Regions from separate parts of the Eptesicus fuscus genome. Here region 2 is linked to region 1. A link is a contact called in public Hi-C data. All regions are on one chromosome and are shown on one strand. The core of a region is the stretch at or near the end of the contact, and the rest is flanking DNA. Distances in the headings are between cores, read along the strand shown. Region 1 holds the start of SMIM29 (small integral membrane protein 29). Region 2 holds the start of LOC103295533 (40S ribosomal protein S10).

Region 1 (6,374 bases), core at 458-2,957:
CTCTCTGTAAGTTTGCTGTGGGGGAACCAAGAAAGAAGGCATACGCGGATTCCTACAGAAACTGTAATTCCAGGCAAGATTTTGAGGAGATGAAGAAGGCTGGTGTCTTTCAGAGTGCAAAGAATCGGAATGTAAAGAATTTCCTTGGGTTGAATTCCATGGAAGTTTGTCACTGAGCTGTGTTCCTGAACTGTGAAACAGGGATATTTGAGCTGAGGAATAGTTCTCTTGATAAATAAACGATTAACAAATACTGTGGAAAAGTAAATTCTAAAAAATGAAACCTATTAATTGATCCCCACTGCCTTGCAATGTGAGGCAGGCCTTGCGTGAGGAGGTGGCTCCTCCCTCTGCATGGTCTCCCTACTCAGACTCAAAAGGCCGAGAACACCAGGAAATCCGCCTGGAGCCTCCAAACGAGGCGTCTCTTTGATTGCTTCCCTGTCTGATTCCCCACCACAGTCAGGGGGCTGCATCTGGAGGCGAGAGGCCGAAGTCTCCACCTACAGTCTGGTTCTCGGTGGAATCAGCCAACCTTCTCTGGAAGGACCTTCGGAGACAGGTCAGATCAGACCCAGTAGCTTAACTATGTCCATGCCATGGGCTGCCTCTGGCAAAAACAGGGTGACCCATGCCCTACCTGGTTCGGCTCGGTGGACAGAGCGTTGGCCTGTGGACTGAAGGGTCCTGGGTTTGATTCCGGTCAGGGGCATATGCTCAGGTTGCAGGCTAGATCCCCAGTGAAGGGCATGCGGTGGACAGCTGGTCAGTGATCCTCTCATCATTGATGTTTCTATCTCTCCCTCTCCCTTCCTCTCTGAGATCAATAAAAATATTTTTTTTAAAAAATAGGGGGACCCAGGCCATCCCTGTGTCTCCAGTAGCACCCGAGGACCCAGGAGGAGGATCTCAGCCTGGTTCAACTGCAACAACCTTTATGTTCTTAGGTGGTTTCCATCACCTGCCAGTCTGGAGTTTCCCCAATTGTATGTGATTCTGGCGGGGGCAGGAGGGGGGGAGGGGGTCTGGTATAAAACCATTTGAGGTAACTGTAGATTCACCTGTGGTGGTAAGAAATAATAGAGATACCCTTGCCTAGCTTCTCCCAATAATAATAATAATAATAATAAATCCTCACTGGAGGATATGTTTTTATTGATTTTAAAGGGTGGAGGGGGAAGGAGAGAAACATGGATCGATTGCCTCCCCTACACGACCCTTTTGGGGTACAGGACGATGCTCTAACCAACTGAGCCACCTGGCTGGGGCTCCCAATAACTTTGGCAAAACTATAGTATACCAACCAGAATACGGACACTGGTAAAAACCCACCAATCTTACTCAGACTTATCCAGCAGGTGTGTGACATTTCAATGATCAGGCCAGGAAAGCTCTGACCCAAGCCTGCCTGCTGAGCCAGCAGCTGTAACCCCCTGGTCACCCCGCGGCTCCTTCTGTGCCCCCCCCCCCCCCAGAGGTGGCCTGGGCGTGCGGTGTGTGCCTGCTCCCACACCGCCTCGGCCTGTGCTCCCGGCCTTAGGACCGAGGCGCGGGCAGCGCGGGCAGGTCCGTGGGCAGGTCCGTGGGCAGGTCCGTGGGCTGGTCCGTGGGCTGGTCCGTGGGCAGGTCCGTGGGCAGGTCCGTGGGCTGGCCGCGCAGGAGCTGACCCGCCCGCCTCTTCTGCCCTCAGCGCGCGGCCAGGAGGCGTGGAGGACGCAACGTGTTAATGGAGGCCTATCGGCCGGGGCAGGGCCCTGCCGGGAGGGACGTGCCCCAGTCGCCAGCGCCTGAGCAAAGCGTTAGAGGCGGCTTTGCTCCGCGTCCCAACGAGAGGAGGAGCGCGGACGCCAGGCCTCGCCCGGGAACGGGAGTCCCCAGCGCGGGCGCTCCACGAGGTCCGCCCCGGGGCACGCCGGGAAACCGCGCGCCCCGCCCCCTCCCGCGCACGCTTCTCCCCCCGCTGCGCAGCCCTCGGCTGCCCCCTGCCGCCGCGGGGTGGACCCTGCAACCCGGTCCGTCCCCGCCTTCACGCCGCCGGATTGGCCGCGCTCCGAACCTGAGGCTCCGCCCGTTTCCCCGGGTCCTTTGATCACGCGCCTCCAGCCTCTTCCGGGGCCCGGGAGCCAACCGAGGGCGTTCCTGTCCGGGCTGCAACGGCGGGAGGTAAGGCATGGCCGGGTCGGATGGGCTGCCGAGCGCTGACATGGGTCCACGCCTCGGGGTTCCGGGGTTCCAGGATGCCGGGGCCCCTCTACCCTCTTTCCAAGCCTCCCTCCCCCGGCCTGAGCCTCCCAGAGCCCTGGGAACGGCCTGATACTCTCCCCACCCCGACATGTATTCTCGACGATGTGCGTGCGACTAAGCAACCTGCCCCCGCGAACACCGGGACAGGTGGTTCACACCTTGCCCTCGGGTGGAGACTCAGGCGAGCCAGGGCCAGGGACCGAGGGGCATCTGTGTGCAGCCGCGCAAGGACAGTCTCCTTGCATCTGTCGGTGGGAGCTGACCCTCTCCTACTTGTCAGCTCAGGCCAGGAGGGTAGGGACCTGGGCGGAGCCCAGAGGAAGGGGACTTCACCTCACAGATGCAGTCCAGCCCTAACAACTTGTGTCCACCCAGGCAGGAGACACAGGGAAGAGGATGCCCAGACTGTGTGTCTGGAGTGACACCAGGGACGAGGAGGACACACTCAGCCTATACTGTAGCCTGAAGTGTGGGGATTGGATCAGGACTGAGACGGGCTCCTTCCAGTGTGCCTACCTCATCCCCGGGGCCACAGTGCAGGACCCTCATGTTTTTACCCGACTTCCCCATTTTGCTTCACTGCATAGGTGCTGGCAGCCCAGCACCCCAGGAGGTCGGGGCAGGAGCTGGGAACCTGTGTCTAACCTTTCCCCAGTTTAGAATTGCAAGTGTTTGGCCTGCACCTGAGCTGGGCCCCACCCTGATTTGGGGAATCAGAGCTGGGCAGAACTAAGTCTCTGGGTCTGGGCCTCCCCTAGGTGCCCCTTCACACCCAAGATTTGCTGAGAGTCATTGGAAGGTTAGGGTACCGGGAGGACTCCTTGTCCCCGTGCCTGGCCCGAGATTTCATGTATCACCAGCTCTTGGGGAAGGCTCCAGGGGCTGGGTGTCACTCTGGCTGCAACCGATGCCCTCCCTTCCTCCTCCCCAGGGAGCCCAGTGGAGGCGCCCTCCCGAGGCACTGCCCATGCTGACCGCACAGCCCCCCGGCTGCCGATGTCATGAGTAACACCACAGTGCCCAACGCCCCCCGGGCCAACAGCGACTCCATGGTGGGCTATGTGCTGGGCCCTTTCTTCCTCATCACCCTGGTCGGGGTGGTGGTGGCTGTGGTAAGGAGCCCCCTCGTTCGCACATACACCCACAGCTTTGCTAACCGGGGCTGGGCGGGCCTGGTCTCTGAACAAGCTGTCCTGCAGTGGGCTGTGGAGGTGGGTGGGCTGTGCAGGTTGCCCAGCCTCCACAGCGCTGTCTCTGTTACAGGTAATGTATGTCCAGAAGAAAAAGCGGTGAGTGTCCCTGCCCCCAGTACTGCCTCCCCCACATTTGGCTTAAATGTCCTTTCACAGGATTAGTGTCCTCTGCATACATGTAAGATGGCCCTCCGCCATCCTGACACAAGCCTGAAATCCCCTACACCCCATTGTTAGGTTTTCCTGCCCAGGCTCAGCTTACCCGCTGGGGAGAGGCCCCTTTGTCCTTAGAGCCTGGGGGAGTGGAGACAGGGCGGTCAGATGTTTAAGGGGGGCCCCTGGGCTGACCCCTCCCCTGCCCCCCAGGGTGGACAGGCTTCGCCATCACCTGCTCCCCATGTACAGCTATGACCCCGCTGAGGAGCTACACGAGGCTGAGCAGGAGCTACTCTCTGACATGGGAGACCTGAAGGTAAGACGGAGCCAGCAGAGGGGGGTCTGCTCTGCTCTCACCCTGGAAACCAGAGCCTGGTTCTGCCCTCAGCCCTCCCCCTTGGGACTGATGAGTAGCAAGGCCTCTCTTGCAGGGGCCTGAGCCCCACCGTCGTCTCCCCCACAGGTGGTGCACGGCTGGCAGAGTGGCTACCAGCACAAGCGGATGCCCTTGCTGGATGTCAAGACCTGACACCCTCACCTTCAGAACCATGGGGTCCTGCCGCCTGCTGCTTCCCCTCCCACCTGCTCACCCAGCCCCCTGCTGGGCACTGGGTCTCCACTCCTCCCACCCACCCCATCCCTTAGTCCTTTGTGGGCTGAGCCTGCTCCCAGGCACTCGGTGTTTTCCTCTTGGGGTGGGCCCTCCCTGACTTGGCTTGGGAGCGCTTTCCACGGTGACAGGGCCGGATGTATAGTCTTCGTATACATATTTTGTAAATAAAATGTTTTGTGGTTAGAGGTGATTTCAAATGCCTTAAATTACCTCCTGAGGTGACTGCTTTCCATCCTCCTGCCTCCACCCTGAAGAGCTGGGCAGGGCAGCTCGAGCCACGCCCCCCCACCGCCCAACAGGTTCTAAGTTTCCATCTTCACCTGCTCCAGGCACACACACCCCCACCGCACCCCCCTGTACAGAGACTCCAGTCCAGAAAAGGATATATTTTTATTCAAGTAACTGCAAGTAGGAAACCAGAGGGAGGGGCCCAGGCTGGGACAAATAATGGCCACCTCCTCCCGGCAGAACAGGGGGAGGTGGCCCTACACTCTCCGCTGTCAACACAGGCCCCCTGCTCACTCTGCTGCAGCATCCTAGGGAAGGCTCTACCCCACCTTCCCTGGGACTGGAGTAGTCTATTCCCAGCCTGCTTTGCCTCTTGCTCCTTCCCAAGAGCATCTGGGAGGGGAGTGTGGGCAGAACAGGAGGCGGTGAGGGTGAACATTTGGCGCTGGTAGCAGCAATGACAGATGTCTAAGGATGAAACATGGAACAAAACAACACAACTGTCCAGAGGTAGTTTGTGAACAGAGGAAAGATGGAACCAGAACCTTGGGGGGTGGGGAGGAGCAGGGGGTGGGAGTGAGCAAGGCTCGCTCCTTGTTAGTGCCCCATGTGAGGGGGAGGAAACTGGAGGCCTCGAGTGGAAGCAGATGGGGTCAGGGGCTCACACCCCTCCTGCCTTCCCTCCTGTGCCACAGGGGGGCGCTGTTCAACCTCGTGCAGGGCTAGGCACCTCGTGGAAGGAAGGAAAGGGGGTGTGAGCCACACCTGGTGAGACAGACACAGGTTCGTTGGGGCATCTTGGGGCCAAACAACACTATCCATGGCCACAGGTGCTGCTGCCAGGACAGTGGAGTGGGCATGTCAGAGTGAGATGGGGCTCGGGCCCCTTTAAGGCCAGGGGAGCCCTCCCAGGCCCCCTAATGGGAAGCCAGAGGTAAGAGTGGGGAAGGGACCCCCTAAACCGGGAGCCCAGTCAGCAATGCCCCCACCACGCAGGGAGCAGGGACGCAGCAGGCATGGGGTGCAGCTAAGTGGGATGTCAGCTTTGTCAGGATGCCGGGGGGAATGCATGTGGGGGTGAGAGGGTGCTGGGAATCGAGACCAAAGGAAAACTGTTCCCCACTCGGGCCACCAGGGCCCGGCTGGTGTGCTGTGTAGTGTGGCGGTGCAGGCGGGCGCAGGTGGGTGGTGGTGGCCGGGGGAGGGGGCGGGGCAGTGGGAGCGGAGCTGTCCAGTCCCAGAAGGAAACGGCTCCTCAGGGAGGAAGCAGGTGGCACGGTCACTGCTCTTCCTCGGAGGACTCCTGTGAGATGCCCTCTTCTTCCTCCTTCTCCTGTGAGGTGGACAGGCAGGGCCATCAGCACGGGTGCCAGGCCTGGCCCTCCTCCTCCTCCACCCCCAGTTGCGGGGGAGGGAACTCAGGCCTGCTGCCCCCACCCCTCCCTGGCTCTCCAGAAGGGGGATGAGTCAGGGCTGAGTGTGTGGGTGACTCAGCAACCTCCACAGCCCAGCTTCATTCATAAAAAAGGAAGAATTTAAAAGGAGGGAAAAAAACCACACATGCTGCTCTCAGAGCCATCCTCCCTCCCTTGCCCCGGGACCCACTGTGGGGGACAGGGCAGAACCCAGAACAGCAGCACTGAAGCTGAAGGCTGGGGAGGGCAGGCAGCAGCCAGGGAGAGGAGACGGGTAGGGGTGGCGGAGGGTGCAGGAGAACCAGGTGGCCTTGGCACGCAGGGGCAGCTGCTGGGCTGTGGGGCAGTGGCCGAAGCCACAGGCTGACCCCAGGCCAGGGTGGGGAGGAAGGGGAAGTGTGTGGCCCAGGGGCTCACTCACGGGGCGGGAATGTCGGGACACCACGGGCTGCAGCCCCCGTGCCAGGCACAAACTCCAAAACAACTTGTTTCCTGTTACTCACTCCTGGGGCCCAGCCAGCCCCC
Region 2 (6,423 bases), core at 3,665-6,164, 160 kb before region 1:
CTGTCACTACTGCTGAAATCTTTTTGTGGCTTTTCATTGCATTATATATATATTGATTTCAGAGAGGGAGAGAGAGAGAAAGAGAGAGAGAGAGACATCAATGATGAGAGAGAATTGATTGGCTGCCTCCTGCACGCCCCACACTGGGGATCGAGCCCGCAACTGGGCATGTGCTCTGACAGGGAATTGAACTGTGACCTCCTGGTTCATAAGTCGACGCTCAACCACTGAGCCACGCCAGCTGGGTTTCATTGCACTTTGAATAAAGTCCTAACTCCTTCCTGAGACCACTGTGCCGTCTCAGTCGCCTCGTGGGCCTTGTCCTAGCCACGCTGGTTCCCTTTCAGTTGGAGCCTCGCCCGCAGCTGGGCCTTTCCCAGGAACTGTTCCCCCAGCCAATTCGCAGCCCAAGCTTGACTCCTCCATAGCTTTCAGCGGACAAGTCACCTCCTCGCTCCCCATCACTCTCTGTCACCATACCTGATCATTTTCTTCATAGCTCCTGGCACATAATAGAGGTATTTGTTGCTTGGTGTCCGTTCCACGTGTGTACCTGCCCCCACCCTTGCCCCACCACCTGGCCCACGGCCAGGGGCTCAGTGCCTAACAGCTGCATGCAATTCAGTGAACTCAAGGGTGCACTGTGATCTGAGAAGTGTTTTGTAGTGTCGGAGGGTATTATTACTCATCAGACCTCCTTCCTTACTCAACAATCTCTAATCTCCTCTATCCATGACGTCCTGTTTATGCCTGAAACATTTATTAAGTATATTTAACATGTCTGAGACATTGTGCTAACTGCTGGAGAGGAGCCTGAGAGAGGAGAAAGCTTCATCCAGGTATGAAGATACCCACAGGAGTATCATCCTAAGGTGAGCTGGGAAGTGCTGTGGGGTCCCTCCTTGACCCCTTCTCACTCCACAACCATTATAGGTAATCTCGGATCCTCACAGGACCTTAAATGACTTCCTTACCTAATCCCACCCAACTATCTCCCAAGAACAAATTCTGAGTTCTTTATCTAAAACTAGAGGCACAGTACACAAATTTGTGCATGGGAGGAGCTGCAGCCAGCCGGGGGGAGGGGTCGGGGGGGGGGCTCCAAGGCATGTCCGGCCCTTCTTGCTCAGTCCTGATGGGCCAGACCTAGCTAACCTACTGGTTGGAGCATCTGCCACCTGGTGGTCAGTGCACTTCATAGCAAGCAGTTGAGTGGTCTTAGCATATCATTAGCATATTACATTTTGATTGAACAGATGACTGGACACTTAGCATATTAGGCTTTTATTATATAGGATTATCCTGAGTATTTTCACCATGGTGTATCATAGGCACAAATGCAATAAAATCTAAAACTGAATTCATCTCTCAGAAACAATTTAGTGGTATTTCAGATAAATAGAAGCATAGCTTATTGAGGAAATGATGTTGAGACACCAGCTAACCCTTCAGAGGGAAAATTTTTACATCAGAAAACATTGCAGGAGAATCAAAGATTAAAACATAAAAAATTAAGTCACATAAAGACTTTGAATATTTTTGTGAACTGGGACAGCGTTGAAGGATTGCAAGCCCGGAGTTGCATGGTCTGATGTTGTAGAAGGCCACTCTGGCCACTGAAAGGGGAGATTCAGTAGACCGCATTCCAGTGTTGCTACTGGGAAGTGAGCAGTCACACCCGTTTTTTCCCGCTGGCTGCTTTTAAGATCTCTTTGGCTTTGATGTTCTGCAACTTGGGATTTGATGAGAGCAATGAATCTGAAGGGTGTTGTCTTCCAATAATTCAGAAAAATATTCTGACAGTGTCTCTTTCCTACATTCTCTATTATTTCCTTAGAGTCTTCACTTAGACATATATTAGACTTTCTCATTCTGTTCTTCATACTTCTTATCCTTTCTTTCAAACATTCCCTCTCTCTCTCTCTCTCTCTCTCTCTCTCTCTCTCTCTTTTTATCTCTGGACTGCATTGTGAATATATATTTTTAAATTTATATCTTTCCATTTCACTGATTTTTTCTCTTTAAGTGTGTCAAAACTATAGTTTATTCTTTTTATTATTTTTTTGTAAGAGAACATTTCTTGGGTAAATTACAGAGGTAGGAAAAGTAATTCCCAGAAGAAATAGGCTTAGGAATCAAGTGATAGAGGTAAAGGAAGTGCCCTTGGAGTTTGGGAGTGAGGAAGCTGATGGTAATGTGCCTGGGGCAGGGAGGAGTAGGGGAAGGGGGAAGAGGAAAGGAAAGGGGGGCACGCTCCAGGAGGGAGAGCACTCTAGTTTGTTTTTTGTTGTTGTTGTTTTTTTAAGTTTCAATCATTTTAGTTTTCACTTCTAGAAGTTTTACTGTATTTTTTCAAATCTGCTTGACCAAGTCCTTAGATTATGTTGTTTCTTGTCCATATGTTCAAGCTTCTTCTTTTTTAAATTTCTGTAAACATGTTATGAATACTTATTTTTAAAAATTGTGTAAAATATACATGACATAAAATTTACCATTTTAACCATTTTTAAGTGTACAGGTCAGTCGTGCTAAGTTATTCACATTGCTGTGCAATGATCTCCAGACTCATTCCATCTTGCAAAATTGATGAATACTTATTTTTAAACAATTCAGCCACAAAAATGCTTGAAAAAACATTTCACTCGGTTGTTTGGAGTATCATCCTGTACACCAAAAAGTTGTGGATTCGATCCCGAGTTGGCACATATGGGAAGGAACTGATTGATGTTTCTCTCTCACATCTATGTTCCTCTCTCTCTAAAATAAAACAAGACAAAACAATAAGAAACATATCCTTGAGTGAGGATTTAAAAAAAAAAAAACACTACAGGTGGATATTTATATAATCACGAGGTATGTAGTGACTTTTTAAGCATTTGTACCAAAGTCTGAAATTATAAAGATCCTATATAATAAAAGGCTAATATGCAAATTGTCCCCTCGGGAGGTTGACCAACTGGGAGTTCGACTGCTTGCTATGATATGCGCTGACCACCAGGGGGCGGCACAGAACAAAAGAAGGCCCGGGACAGCAGCTGGGGAAAGGAAGGCCCCGATCAGCCCTGATCACCAGCCAGGCCTAGGGACCCTACCCATGCACGAATTTCGTGCACCAGGCCTCTAGTTTGTATATAAAGAAATGCAAAACTTCTTCAAATTACCATGAAAATCAAGACAAATGGAAAACTGGGGGAAATAATTTTTTTAAATATGTTTTTATTGATTTTAGAGGGAGAGGGAGGGAGTGGGAGAGAGAGAGAGAAACATTGATGTAAGACAGTGAAATAGGAATTTTAGGGGAATATAAGCAGGTTTAGGGAATTTTTAGAATTGGGGGTCTATGGGAAAAAATAACGGCTACAGACTGGGAGAAGTTACATTTCCATAACACAAGGGAGCCAGGCTCGGTTACATTTCCATAAGACAAGGGAACTAGGAGTAGCCAAAAGGTCTATATTTACAAAATAAAGAAGAAGGAAGAAAGCCCTGAAGGAAAAGGAGGACAATGGGAGGAGGGCATCACATGTCCCATGTGATGTTTGATCTTTAATCTCAGGAGTTACTATAGTAACCAAAAAAAAAAGAAAATATTGACCAATCAGAAGGGATATCAGGACACAGGGACTTGCAGCCTTTATAAACCATGGAAACAGGAAGTTGAGACTTTTGCCCCTCCCCACGTGGGAGTCTGTGCTGTGGGACTCTTTCCCCTTCCCCACATGGGAGTCTGTACTTGTTCTTCAGTAAATCTCCACATTTGCTATACCATCTTCAGTCCGTGGATTCATTCTTCGACTCCAACAGACAAAGAATCCGGGTAACCATCCTGCACAGGGAACACCGCGTGTTCTAGTCCAAAAATTTCGTATCAAGAGAAACAATGTTCGGCTGCCTCCTGAAGTGCCATCCTGAAACCTGGGCATGCACCCTGACTGGGAACCCAACCCCTGACCCTCTGGTGCATGGGATGATGCTCAACCCACTGAGCCACACCAGCTGGGGTCTGGGGGAAATTCTTGAAAAATATATGACAGAGAGCTAATAACTTTATTTTTTAAAAAATATATTTTATTGATTTTTTACAGAGAGGAAGAGAGAGGGATAGAGAGTTAGAAACATCGATGAGAGAGAAACATCGATCAGCTGCCTCTTGCACAACCCCTGCTGGGGATGTGCCTGCAACCAAGGTACATGCCCTTGGCCGGAATCGAACCTGGGACCCTTGAGTCCGCAGGCCGACACTCTACCCACTGAGCCAAACCGGTTTTGGCGAGAGCTAATAACTTTAATGGGAAAAAACTCTCAGTAAGAAAACAGGTAATGGGAAATGAAAAATTTAAAGAAAAAATGTTTTATCGCAAGTAACCAAGAAGAGCAAATTAAAAGAGCAATGAGATTAGTGTGTACTTTTTTACTCAACAACTACACCTCCAGGAATTTATTCTAAGTAAAATATTGGGCAAGGGTGCAGATGTGTGTGGCATTGTTACATAGAGCAGTGAAGGATTTAATATATGTCCCATCATAGAGTGGGAAAAAAATACATACATTTACTTGGGTGTATATGAGTTGGGAAGAATATATACCAAAATGTTAATCGTGGTTATCTTTGGTTGATAGGATTGTTTTTAAAAAGTCTTTTATTATTGTTATTGTTATTACTTTGTATGTTCTCTCTTTTCCCGCTCAAAGCGCATGCATTACTTGCATAATATTAAGTTAAATTATTGCTGGGAATAAAGAAGTAGCGTGTTTCGAAGGAGCCTGCCCAAGCAGAAAAGGGACTATTTCCTGACAAACCACGTAGAGGCTCCCGGCGGTGTCGTCAGGGTTTGCAGCTGCCGAGCCGCCAGTCTCTCAGGCACCGCCGAGGCCACCCCAGGCTGTGCGCGGGTCCTGACGGGGGGGCGGGGCACGCCGGCCCGGAAGAGACGCCGCGCCGCGCCGCGCATGCTCTTTCCTTTCTAGCTCGGGCCCGGGACGCAGCAGCTGTCGCGGTGAGTTCCTATGGAGTGCGGGCCCCTATCGGCCTCCATCCTGGCCCTGTCGCCGCCGTAGTCGCTGCGCTTCCCCGGAGTTGGGGCGAGGGGACCCCTCTCCCACTGCGCGCTCGCTCATTTCTGAGTAGTGAGAAGCCAGGGGCGCACTCGGGAGGGTAGTGGGACGCTGTTCGCGAAGATCGGCGTCCCGATGGCGGAGGGCCGAGGAGAGGAGGAACAACCCCTTGCGTGGCGGTGTCTGTGGGCGAGGCTAGGACTGTACCCCGCTTGTACACTTTTCCTTTGGGGAAGAACTCACCCCGGTTGCCTCTTTACTTGGCCCTGGGACTCTAGTTTTGGGGGAGAGGGGTAGGAAATGAGGATGCGAAGGCCTTAGCCCTTTGGATGCGGGTCAGCGGCCCGTCGTGAGAAAAAGACTCCTCTGGCCTCCCCTTGCGTACCTGAGAGTACAGCCTCGCCGTGCGCACCTTGGTACAGTTGTTGATGGTCCCCAGATACTCATAGAATGCCGGGTCTGCGCCCCATTATTCCTTTATGGTTGTGAGTGAAAGTTTGAAGCGAATGTGTACCCCCGTTTTGTTTTAATGCCTTGGTAACTTTTTTCTCACCTGAAGTGTTTTCGGGGCTGGAGGTGGGAGCTGGTAACTAACTGGTGGGTGTCAGTCTACAGAGTTTGAATCCCTCCTTCCTGCATGTTTTGTGTTTGAGATTCCAATCCATTGGACTGATTTCGTGTGGTCGTTTGTGGGTCTTGAACTCGGTTCCTGACCCCTGGCCACATTGCTTAGAGGGGCTCTTGGTCGCTTTCTTCCCGTAGATGTTGATGCCCAAGAAGAACCGGATTGCCATCTACGAGCTCCTCTTTAAGGAGGGGGTGATGGTGGCCAAGAAGGATGTGCACATGCCTAAGCACCCCGAGCTGGCAGACAAGAACGTGCCCAATCTTCACGTCATGAAGGCCATGCAGGTAGCCAGCCGGGCGCTGCTGGAGTGGGTGCCCATGGAGGGGTTCTCCGCGGCTGTTCAAGGCAAATGCCAAGGAGAGGCCAGGACAGCCCGAGCTTCTCGCTGCCTTGACGGGCCGTGAGGTAGATGCACCTGAAAACTTGTCTACGGCGCAGCCCAGCCCCCTCTGCACCGCGTTTCTGGTCTAAGCCTCTAGTCAGGTCTCAACCGTGGTTTTCTGTCTTGCAGTCTCTCAAGTCCCGGGGCTACGTGAAGGAGCAGTTTGCCTGGAGACACTTCTACTGGTACCTTACCAACGAGGGCATCCAGTACCTCCGCGATTACCTCCACCTGCCCCCCGAGATCGTGCCCGCCACGTTGCGCCGCAGCAGGCCTGAGACTGGCCGCCCAAGGCCCAAAGGTATGGTGCCCAAATAAATGCCTCCAGCGGCCTGCTCTGCACCAGCTCTTCCTGGGA

The links. A called contact is a pair of places that touch in the nucleus more often than the background predicts.
Region 2: a Hi-C map of muscle shows a contact between it and region 1, with 6 times the contacts expected there. The contact joins the promoter of LOC103295533 here to the promoter of SMIM29 in region 1. A contact is called at or near these places in 2 of 2 Hi-C or Micro-C datasets (liver and muscle).

The regions. Positions count from the first base shown.
Region 1 is chr10:4,610,579-4,616,952 of DD_ASM_mEF_20220401, reverse strand. SMIM29 (small integral membrane protein 29) reads left to right here and starts at 1,707. Exons shown (of 5, transcript XM_054721922.1): 1 at 1,707-2,163; 2 at 3,176-3,356; 3 at 3,508-3,533; 4 at 3,813-3,909; 5 at 4,057-4,389. The coding sequence starts at 3,246. The coding sequence ends at 4,122. It overlaps HMGA1 (high mobility group AT-hook 1), which reads right to left. Exons shown (of 6, transcript XM_054721924.1): 6 at 4,788-5,767. The coding sequence ends at 5,714.
Region 2 is chr10:4,778,457-4,784,879 of DD_ASM_mEF_20220401, reverse strand. It overlaps LOC103295533 (40S ribosomal protein S10), which reads left to right and starts at 4,914. Exons shown (of 6, transcript XM_028161292.2): 1 at 4,914-4,997; 2 at 5,818-5,967; 3 at 6,195-6,366. The coding sequence starts at 5,818.